Regions from separate parts of the Lactuca sativa genome. Here region 1 is linked to region 2. The links are chromatin contacts, called in public Hi-C maps. All regions are on one chromosome and are shown on one strand. The core of a region is the stretch at or near the end of the contact, and the rest is flanking DNA. Distances in the headings are between cores, read along the strand shown. Region 1 holds the start of LOC111896415 (phytochrome A1). Region 2 holds the start of LOC111896416.

The links. A called contact is a pair of places that touch in the nucleus more often than the background predicts.
Region 1: a Hi-C map of leaf shows a contact between it and region 2, with 7 times the contacts expected there. The contact joins the promoter of LOC111896415 here to the promoter of LOC111896416 in region 2. A contact is called at or near these places in 2 of 4 Hi-C or Micro-C datasets (both in leaf).

Annotation. Positions count from the first base shown.
Region 1 is chr9:149,950,959-149,955,942 of Lsat_Salinas_v11, forward strand. It overlaps LOC111896415 (phytochrome A1), which reads left to right and starts at 3,691. Exons shown (of 5, transcript XM_023892407.3): 1 at 3,691-4,063; 2 at 4,820-4,984. The coding sequence starts at 4,831.
Region 2 is chr9:149,780,711-149,785,972 of Lsat_Salinas_v11, forward strand. LOC111896416 reads right to left here and starts at 2,864. Exons shown (of 2, transcript XM_023892409.1): 1 at 2,362-2,864; 2 at 1,374-2,292. The coding sequence starts at 2,864. The coding sequence ends at 1,374.

The DNA.
Region 1 (4,984 bases), core at 2,441-4,940, 170 kb after region 2:
CTAGCATATATCATCATCAAACTCAACTATGAGATACGGGCTTTGCCCACACTCCGATACTATGATATCGTCTATACGGGCCGGCCTTGGTGCCCTAGACCTGTTCCTACTGGAAGGAAACACACCTCGAAAAGTAGCTGCTGAAAGTCTGGTTGCTAGACGTTTGACTGCTGCATCGGTAATCCTCCGGCTATAAATCCATAACATAGATTAGTCACTCATAAATACCCTTAGGTCAAATGACTGACCTACCCCTGGTCCAAGGTCAACTCCTTGGTCAAAGTCAACTTCCAGTTGACTGGACTCGCCGAGTCATGGCACAGACTCGTCGAGTCCCTTTCCTATTAACCCAGTACTAACTCATCAAGTCCCTCTACCACTCACTAAGTCACCCATAACTCACTATTTGGGATGATTGGACCGACTCGCGATTCGACTCGCCGAGTCCCACGAGCAAATCTCCTACTCGATTCCAAATCCTCACCAAAGCATCCATCTTGAGGATTTGGGTTTTTGGGACAATTGCTACATGTTAAATTGCTAATTCCGCGTGCAGCTACGAAGGGTTGGACCTTCTACACTTAAACCCGTGTTAACTCAGTAACAGTTCATATGACTCGCCGAGTTTGAAGAACAACTCGCCGAGTTCCAGGCAATCTTCATAGGACTCACCGAGTTGTTCATCCAACTCGTCGAGTCTAAGACCATCTTCATAGAACTCGCCGAGTCCTTTCAGCTCTCCTCCCATACAGACCAAATCTGAGACATGCAACGGTTCCAAACCATAGATCTAGGCTCCTAGGGCATGCTTATCACGTAAAGTTGCAAACTTTACGTGCATGCATGGCCCTATGAGCTCCAAAAGGCAATTCCAAGCTCTTTATGAGGTCATACACTCAATAGGGACCTTAATCACTTCAACCACAGAGGCTTTATACTTCTAAGACGTCCATAAGGTCTAGATTTGAAGTCCTTTCAGCACATAGAGCATAAACACATGGAGCTTGAGGTTTTAGGGCTTGAAAACCACTAATTAGGGACAAAAAGGGGATCTAATGAACTAGTGATCAAGACAGGAACAATTTTACCTAAATGGAAGCTTCCCACAGTGTAGATTTAGGATCTACTCCCCCTTCTTGCACTCTTCAACCTCCTCCTTCTTCTCCAAAGCTCCAAATTTCCTTTACAAGGCCAAGATCACTCACAAGAACAATATGTGGCCTAGGTTTTTGTTCTACAGCTCTCTGGAAGTGTTAGGGACAAAGGAGGCCAAGTTAGAGCGTTTAAATAGGGTGCAAACACCCGCGTTAGGGTTTTTGCCCAGACAGGGTCTACTCGCTGAGTCCACAACTTAGACCCCGCGACTTATCCCGCTTCTACTCGGCGAGTTGGTTCTTCAACTCGCCGAGTCCAAGGCCAAAAATGCAGTATTTAAAGAGTTAATTACAAAGAATACGTACCAAGAACCAGGTGCTACAGATTAAATGCTAATAACTTTATTCGATTTGGCAAGATAGGTCTCTTCTTACAAATATCTCTTCAAAATTGCTACAAACTAACTAAAGAACCTAAAATAACTCACATATGGTCCTTCCCCATAAAAATCTTTCCAAAATTAGTCCTAACTTAATTGTTCAACTCTTATTTTCCTTACTCTAGCTTTCATGGTCCCTTCCTCAACTAAGTTAGACTCCTTTTAGATGTTTCTATATTGATCATCACTCTCTTTCACTGTAGCTAAACCTCTCAATATGATTTAAGGATCCCAATATGAGTTAAGAGGCCAAAGAAGTGCGAATGGAAGAACCAGAATAAACGAACTCAAAAATAGCAGAGTCGAAAATGGGAAAAAACATCTTGCCGAACCGCGCTCCACCATGGGTCGTATCGTGTTTCTTGCAAAGCAGATCAAAGTTTTACCTTTATTTCTCATTTTGCCATCCAACTTGCAAATAAACGTAAAAAATGAATTCATTGACTTAATGGACTTCAAAAAAAGGTCATAAAAATTGAGTTGAACATAAGAAAGGATCCCTAATGGTTGATTTCCTTGGGATAAACATCAAAAATCTAATTACTACACAAACTTCACCTTGAAGCTCAAAGAGCACATAAAGCTTAATTTGCACCAAAATCACTATGTATGAAACATGGATTACAACCAAATGATCTAATACTAATATACAAACTTAAAACATACAAAAATCATGAAGTCATGGAAGCTTGGAACTTAATCCATGATTAACATTAAGCTCAAATCTTCACATGAACTACAAACAAGCTTGGCATAAACAACATTCCAAGAAAACTTTGATCATGGAGGGAAGAACATGGTTGATTCGTGAATGAGAAAGGAGGAAGAGAGAAAGGGATTAAAGTCTCATAACTTTATTCGATTTGGCAAGATAGGTCACTTCTTACAAATATCTCTTCAAAATGGCTCCAAACTAACTAAAGAACCTAAAATAAATCACATATGGTCCTTCCCCATAAAAATCTTTCCAAAATTAGTCCTAACACTCAAGTCTTATTTTCCTTACTCTAGCTTTCATGCTCCCTTCCTCAACTAAGTTAAACTCCTTTTAGATGTGTCTCTATCGATCATCACTCTCTTTCATTGTAGTTGAACCTCTCACATCTACTGCTACTGGTTCTTCCGATGCTCCTAACACTACTACTGATTCATCTCCCTCTCGTACGTGAATATTAACACATTGTTAATAGTTTAACGGTTTTATGTGTTGCTTTTAGAACAGTTAGTGTCCGCCCTAGTGGTATTGCCACCTTTGTATTTTTTTTCTTTAACATTATGGTATGGGTTCGACACAACACCTCCCCTTATTATTTTATTTTTTATGTCTCTATGTACAAAACTCATCCCACCCCAAATCCTGTGTCTCGAGTCCGCATTATCCAACATAAAACCCGCCATGCCTCAAATCTTAACACAAATAGGACCATACAACTTTTTATTTTAGTAGTACTCTTTTTTACAAATTTGTGCTAAGTTTTAAGTTTTCCAAAGAATTTTATCTAAACTATTTAAACAAAATTCCCTATCTATTTTCTACAATTATATATATATATATATATATATATATATATATATATATATATATATATATATATATATATATATATATATATATATATATATATATATATATATATATATATTCTAAATTTGGTTTTATTTTAAAATAATATTTTTTACAGCTTTTTTTACCATCTTATTTTAGCTAACCTAGTTTTACGAATTCATTTATATAAAATTAGTTATTTAAACATACTTTCATTTCTACAAACTGTTTAATATTTATTTCTATTCATGTTTTTTAAAGATTTTTTTTTCATTTTTACTAATTAGTTTTCTTATTTATTTCATAAATTCTATTTTTATACATACACGATCCTAAAAATTAATATTTTTGCCTTTTATTTTTGTGGACCAAAAATAGATTCTTATTTTTGGCGTATAGTTATAACTGATGTATAATTATACATACACAAATTTCCAGACTGATTGCACTTTGATATATTCATATATATTCTAACAAAATCAAATTTCAGAAAGCATACATTACGTAATAGTAAAGGCCCATGGTTTACCCCGCCCCTTAAGAGGAGGTAGCCACTAGCCTCTTTAACAGGTTCCCATGATTTCCAGCTTTCAACTGCCATTATTTTCCATCTTTAGTAAGCAAACCGCCAATCTTCTTTGTTTTGTGTCTGGTGGGCCTATCCCACTTACTAATAAAAACCATTTATATATTATATTATATATATACAGATGTCAGTATAATTGATTGCAGTAGAGGAGTACTTGCCTCTTTAAGCTGAGATTGTAGGTGTGGACCTGTCATACCAGTCTCTCCTTCGACACTTCTCCAATCGATTCAAGTGGATGATCGAGGTTTTTGGAGAACTGGGTCCTCGATTTTCAAGAATAGTGATGGGTTTTTAGTGGCGTTTTCACTTGATCCGAAAAAAAGTTCCGTTCTTTTTAACTGCTTGAAGCTGTTCGCAGTTTTCCTGTGAACTGTTAGTAGATTGCGAAGTTCAGGTACTTTCAGTCTCTTTCTCTCTTCTTTCACTTGATAGATGTTTTATGTTTTGACTTACAACTTTTACGGGTTTGTGGTTTGGGTACTGTTGATTTCTTGTTTATCGCTTACTTTATTTGTTACTGAATGTGTAATTCATGTGGGTAATCTACAGTTCGTGTGGTCAATTCGAATTAGGTCCATTTACTGTCTTATTCAATTCCAATTTTGATTTTATACTTTTGGGTTTTCGTAGCATGTTATATGGCTTTAAGATTGTCTCAACTTAAGTGCAATGATTCTGTGGGCCATTTCTTTTACCAAAAATAAACCTAGAAATTAAAGCAAAACAGAGGTTCAAGATAGGGGAAAATGGGGGTTTTATCAAGAAAATATCATGAATTGGTGTTTGCTCATTTCAAGATACGGGAAAACTGTTCTATTTACTTTATTTATATTACAAACATGGTTTTTGATTATCATATCGCTTTTCTGAGTTCCATCAGATAACATTTTTGGTCAAACAGCGATAATGGTAGTGATCTTTTTTCTTGGATTCCTCATCATAAATTGCAATATGCGCCTCAATTGCTTCTTTTCAATGGTGGGGTTTTCAAGATTTGTTTTTTTATATCTTTATAACTTATTTTTACACTGTATACTCGACTTCATTCAAGCATGTTATATCTATTATTAGCGGTGGAGTGTTAATTCAAGACAATACACTTCTCTCTCTTTTCAGTGATTTGATATTAGTTCCTCTGTTCTATATACAGATCTGATCACGATGTCTACATCAAGGCCAAATGATCAGTCTTCTACCAATTCCGCAAGATCAAAACACAGTGCAAGAATCATTCATCAAACAACAGTAGACGCGAAGCTCCACGCTGATTTTGAAGAATCCGGCGACTCATTTGACTACTCAACTTCCATCCACG
Region 2 (5,262 bases), core at 1,614-4,113:
GTATCAAACAAACAAGCCTAGGCTCTGATACCACTGATGGGTTTTGATCATTCTAACACTTCCTAAGTGTACATGCAACCCTAATAAACCTTGGATCTATGTTTGTCTAAGATACATGCAAATAATTAATTTTCCAAGGTTTATATCCTAGCTAGCATGGCATGGGGAACATGAATCAAATAAAGCTAGAAGAAATACTTACCTTGAAGTTGTAGTTGATTGCTTGGAGTTTTAAAGCCTAGCACCAATAATGTGGATGCCTCAAGTGGAAATCACAAATCACCACAGACTTGGAACTTTGAGAGAATAGTAACTACTATCTTGAAATTTGCCCTCACCTCAACAAGTGTCAACTAGTATCATTTCAAGAACCAAAGCCTCCTTTATATAGTGTGGTGGATTAGGGTTACATCCCTAATACCCATGTCTCTTCATTTCCATGATATCCATGGGTTAAAGCTCCATGGAGTATCCATGGACTTTTCCATGCAAGCCTAGCCCATTCCAAATAAGCACTAGCCCACACTATATAAATATAGAAGCCCATATTTAATTAGTAATATCTTTGATCTCTAAATTAATCCTAGATTAATTATAGATCACTACTAATTAAATAATATGATCTTATATTAATATATTAGAACTTACAATATATTAATAAATCATAACTTGTACTATTCTCAAATATTATCCATAAATTGTTTGGGTGAAGTGCAACCCAAATGGACCATGCCGGGTCGGGTCAAGTACATACCAAATATAGTTATGAACTTAGACACTATATCCAACACCATGAATATCGCGAGTGCATTGGTTTAACCGAAGGGCATTACCACAAACTCGTAGTGACCACAACGAGTTCGGAATGCTGTTTTGGGGACATCATTATCATTAAATCGTAATTGGTGATACCCTGATCTTAGGTCGATCATTGAAAAGTAGTTGGCTCCTTGGAGTTGATCGAAAAGATCGTCTATTCGTGGAAGGGGGTATTGGTTCTTAATGGTAAGCTTGTTTAGTTCACGGTAATCTATGCACATACGGAAAGATACATCCTTCTTCTTAACGAACAGGACCGGTGCTCCCCGGTATGAGAAGCTCGGTCGAATGAATCCCTTACTGAGCAGTTCATTTAATTGGCTGGATAATTCCTGCATCTCTGCAGGAGCTAGGCGATACAGGGATCTGGCTACGGGGGTAGCTCTAGGAATCAAGTCGATTCGGAACTCGACTTGGCGTTCAGGAGGAACTCCTGGAAAATCTTCAGAAAAGATGTAAGGAAAATTACAAACTATGGGAATGCTCTCGAGGTCTTTTACTTCTTGTTTTTCGTTGATAATGTGGGCTAAGAATGCATGACACTCTTTTTGCATTTATTTTTGGGCTTTGATGCAAGAGATGATGCTAAGGTTCGTACTGGGTTTGTCGCCATAGATAACGAGGGTTTCGCCAGTTGGCAAATTAAGACAAACGCCTTTTTTGTAACAAAGGATATCAGCACGGTGTAGCTTTAACCAATCCATGCTGATGATAAAATTGAAGCTTTTTATGGAGACTGACATCAGGTTGATTGGGATAGAATAGTCATTTAGAGTGAGGGTACAGCCTAGGAATATGTTATTAGTGCTATCTTTATTCCCGTTATCCATCTCGACAGTGAAGGTTTCATTTAGAGGTTGTGGTTTTTGTTTGAGAAGGTGTTTGAATTTATGGCTGATGAAATTCCTCTCCACACCACTCTCAAATATTATGCATGCATAAGAGTTATCGAGAAGGAGCGTACCCGTAACTACGGTGGGATCCACTACTGCCTCCTCCTGGCCCATTGTTAGTACTCTTCCTGTATTTCCACCGTTCCTTGCTTTCAGGCAATCCCTCTTGTAGTGCCCGGTTTCACTACACCCATAGCAAGCTTGGCCTACTCCAGCTCCAGGGGTCTGGTTGGTTGGTTGTTTTAGCGTCTTACAAACGGGTTGTGTGCCCTTCTTGTTGCAATTGTTACACTGCATCTCACGGCAAGGTCTGTGATAATGGAAATTGCATTTGTCGCACTTCGGTAGGTAACCAACGTAACGACTGGGAGGTGTTGGAGCATTAGGAACAACAGCAGGAATGATAGCAGCGTGTACTACTACTATTTGTTCTTTCGTTGAGGGCTCTTGCGAAGATTGGCCCTTTCTTTTGTTCCAGAACTTCTTTTTACTGCCACTCTCTTTGGGCTGCCCAGTAATAGTTGTTGTGGAGTCTTGATGACCTCCATGATCCACTAGTGTTTGAGCCAGACGTTTGGCACTATCAAAAGTATGTGGATTGGCAGCTATAACATTTCCTTGAGTCGGGGGAGTTAGTCCCTAAATGCACCTCTCCACTTTCTTACTCTCCGGGGTGACCATCCCGGGACACAAAAGAGCCAGGTCACTGAATCTGGCAGTGTAAGCAGTGATATCAGAATCCTTCATCTTCATATTCCAGAGCTCCTGCTCTAGTTTTTGCATCTTGCCCCCTGGGTAGTACTCTGCTTGCATTAGTTCCTTCAAATCATTCCAACTCATAGAATTGGCAATTGGGAGAGTCAATGACTTGACTTGGTTATTCCACCAAGTGAGGGCTCTGTCTGTGAAAGTGCATGCTGCAAATTTCACTTTGCTAGATTCGGGGCACGCATAGATTTTGAATATTGATTCGGTCTTCTCGAACCAACGTGTTAATGCAATAACACCTCCAGTGTCATCGAAGGACTTGGGTTTGGCGTTCGTAAACTCCTTATAGGAACACTCCCCTGGGTGTCCCCGACTATCTCCATGGTTAGAAGGGTTGGCACCACTACTCGCCCCGCTAGTGCCACTTGCATTGATATGCGACATGGCGGAAGCCACTGCAGCTTCCACTGCTGCTCGGAAGACAATAGAGTCATAATGAGGAGGTGGTGACAGTGGTGGACTCGTTGGAGGGTTGTTTTCTCACTGTTGGACTTCTTTGGAAGCATCTTTCTCTATAATAATTTAAGAGAAAATGACGATAAGTCCTCCATAGTAGTCCTGAGTCAGGTGATAATGAACAAGATATATCCTATCCTGACTGTTACAGTTTTCTATTAAGTAATTTACAGTGGAAGTCTACTAATATAAGTAAACAATAGCTAACTTTGATTATAGCAACACTTTGTAAGGAACTTTCATAGTGTGACTCACACTAGGTCCCTCTATAGTTATCTAGTATATACAAATTATGTATAGTTATCAAGGCCTAAATGTTTTTGTTCTCATGTTGTAGGATCATAAAATACTCCTATAGTATTTTAATTTCATGTTTGGTTCTAGAATTTCTCTTGTATGTATTGTTGGTAAGTTTTAGAATTGTTGCAACACCACTATCACTCCCAAACACATGTTGGTCATATCTCAAGTAAATATAGTTGATCATGCTATATTTATTCCAGATATGATTGCATAACTGTCTAGGTTTGACTATTGTGTAGTTCTCCAATGTGATACTGTTTCTGGTATGTATGTATGTTTGTATACTTCTTATAAAATACTTAGATTTTAAAAGTATACTTTTAGTCAAAGCACTTCGGCCCTATTGTGTTTATAGTTGTATATCTTGTAAGGTTTGATATACTTATTTCACTATAAAAAATGTTATGATACAAATCTGTCACACCCCCAAACCAGAACAACGAAAACGTTTGGGGGCGGAGGACGTCGTGTACAGTATCACAACAATTGCATAATGGTAATCAGAGCAAACACAACCATTACATTGATAAAATATAGTATTCACATATGTTCGATACACAGTTTGTATGACATCAAAAGTATAGCAAAAGTATAAAAGACGCGACTCTAAGATCTCCGTCTTCCCAAAACATGTAGGTGTACCTGTCTACCTATTCCCTGAGAATACAAGTGATTTTGAAAGTTTATTAACATTTAATTTGGTGAGTTCATAAGTATGTTTTTGTAACGGACAACTTGTCTTTGATCTTTGAAAATGCTTGTATGTTTCTCTAGAAAATCCAATATATTCTTAGTAAATGTAAAGCAGTCTTAGGCCTTAACACCAAACTGTATGTTGTTACTGAACTCTGTAATCGTAAAACATAGTCTTATAGTAAATAAAACTATATTATGCATGTTCTTGAAGTTGTATGTTGTTTTATTACTTAAAATAAAACCTTATGTATGTATGCCTGGAATCCACCAGCAAAATGTATAATAGTGTACTGTAGTTTTATTATTTAAAATAAAACCTTTGAAGAATTGTTAATCCCATAAACAAATGTTTTAGTTTATATTGTTGTGAGTTTCATATAACCATGCTTGATATGACCTAGTGACCTCTACGACGTTCTTCAGGCGTCGAAATGTTATGATATTTGACGATCCAGGCCTGCCCGCCTATCTATAGCTAACAGTTCAGGTGTGGATTTTCGGTCCCGTATAGATCTATACAGAAATTTCACACTCTCCCTCCAGGAGACTCTGGTTATACTACATAGGATTTAGACCCGTACCCTGATGGATACAATTGAAGTAGTGCCTCACAACCCTATATTAACTAGTTTACATGTAGTGTTGTAGTGTTCTCTTGTACTTAAAATTGTATGTATAATCTCGTAGTAGTGTACTTTGTAATGTAAAATAATTATACTTAAATAATTATTTAGTAATGTGTCATTGAATCAGTGAAATAGATTAATGTTCCATAAACTATATCTACAATAGTTTATATGTTTTGTTTCTGAATAGTGTTCTTGAACTGGTAAAATAGTGTAGTGTTTCCCAAACTATACCTATTATAATATGATTTTATGTTCTTGAACTAGTAAAATAGTGTAGTGTTTCGTGTATTGAACTTAGTAAAGTAGCGTAATGGTTCACAAACTATACCAACTACAGTTTAAATGTATGCGTTGTACTATACTGAAAACTTTTGCAACTTAGTGGTATGAAAGAAAAATACCCTTTTGCTCGACATGTTACAACAAGGATTAAAAACATATAAATATTTTTATAAAATGTAGCGATAACTCGGTTTGAATCAATTTCATCCGTCCCAGACGTTTCCGCCGTTTTGGTTTGGGGGTATGACCGTTAAGGTGGTAATGCGCTAAGCATTCCCCTTGTCGGTTGGAGTTGTTATGCTTTGTCGCAGAGTAGAAGGCGCCCCTGGCGGGACCAGACTTTCTCCGCGGGCGCCCTGCGCTTAGAGGTGCCCTTGGGCGCGAGTTTCCACCGGGATTACTCTATTAGGCAGCTG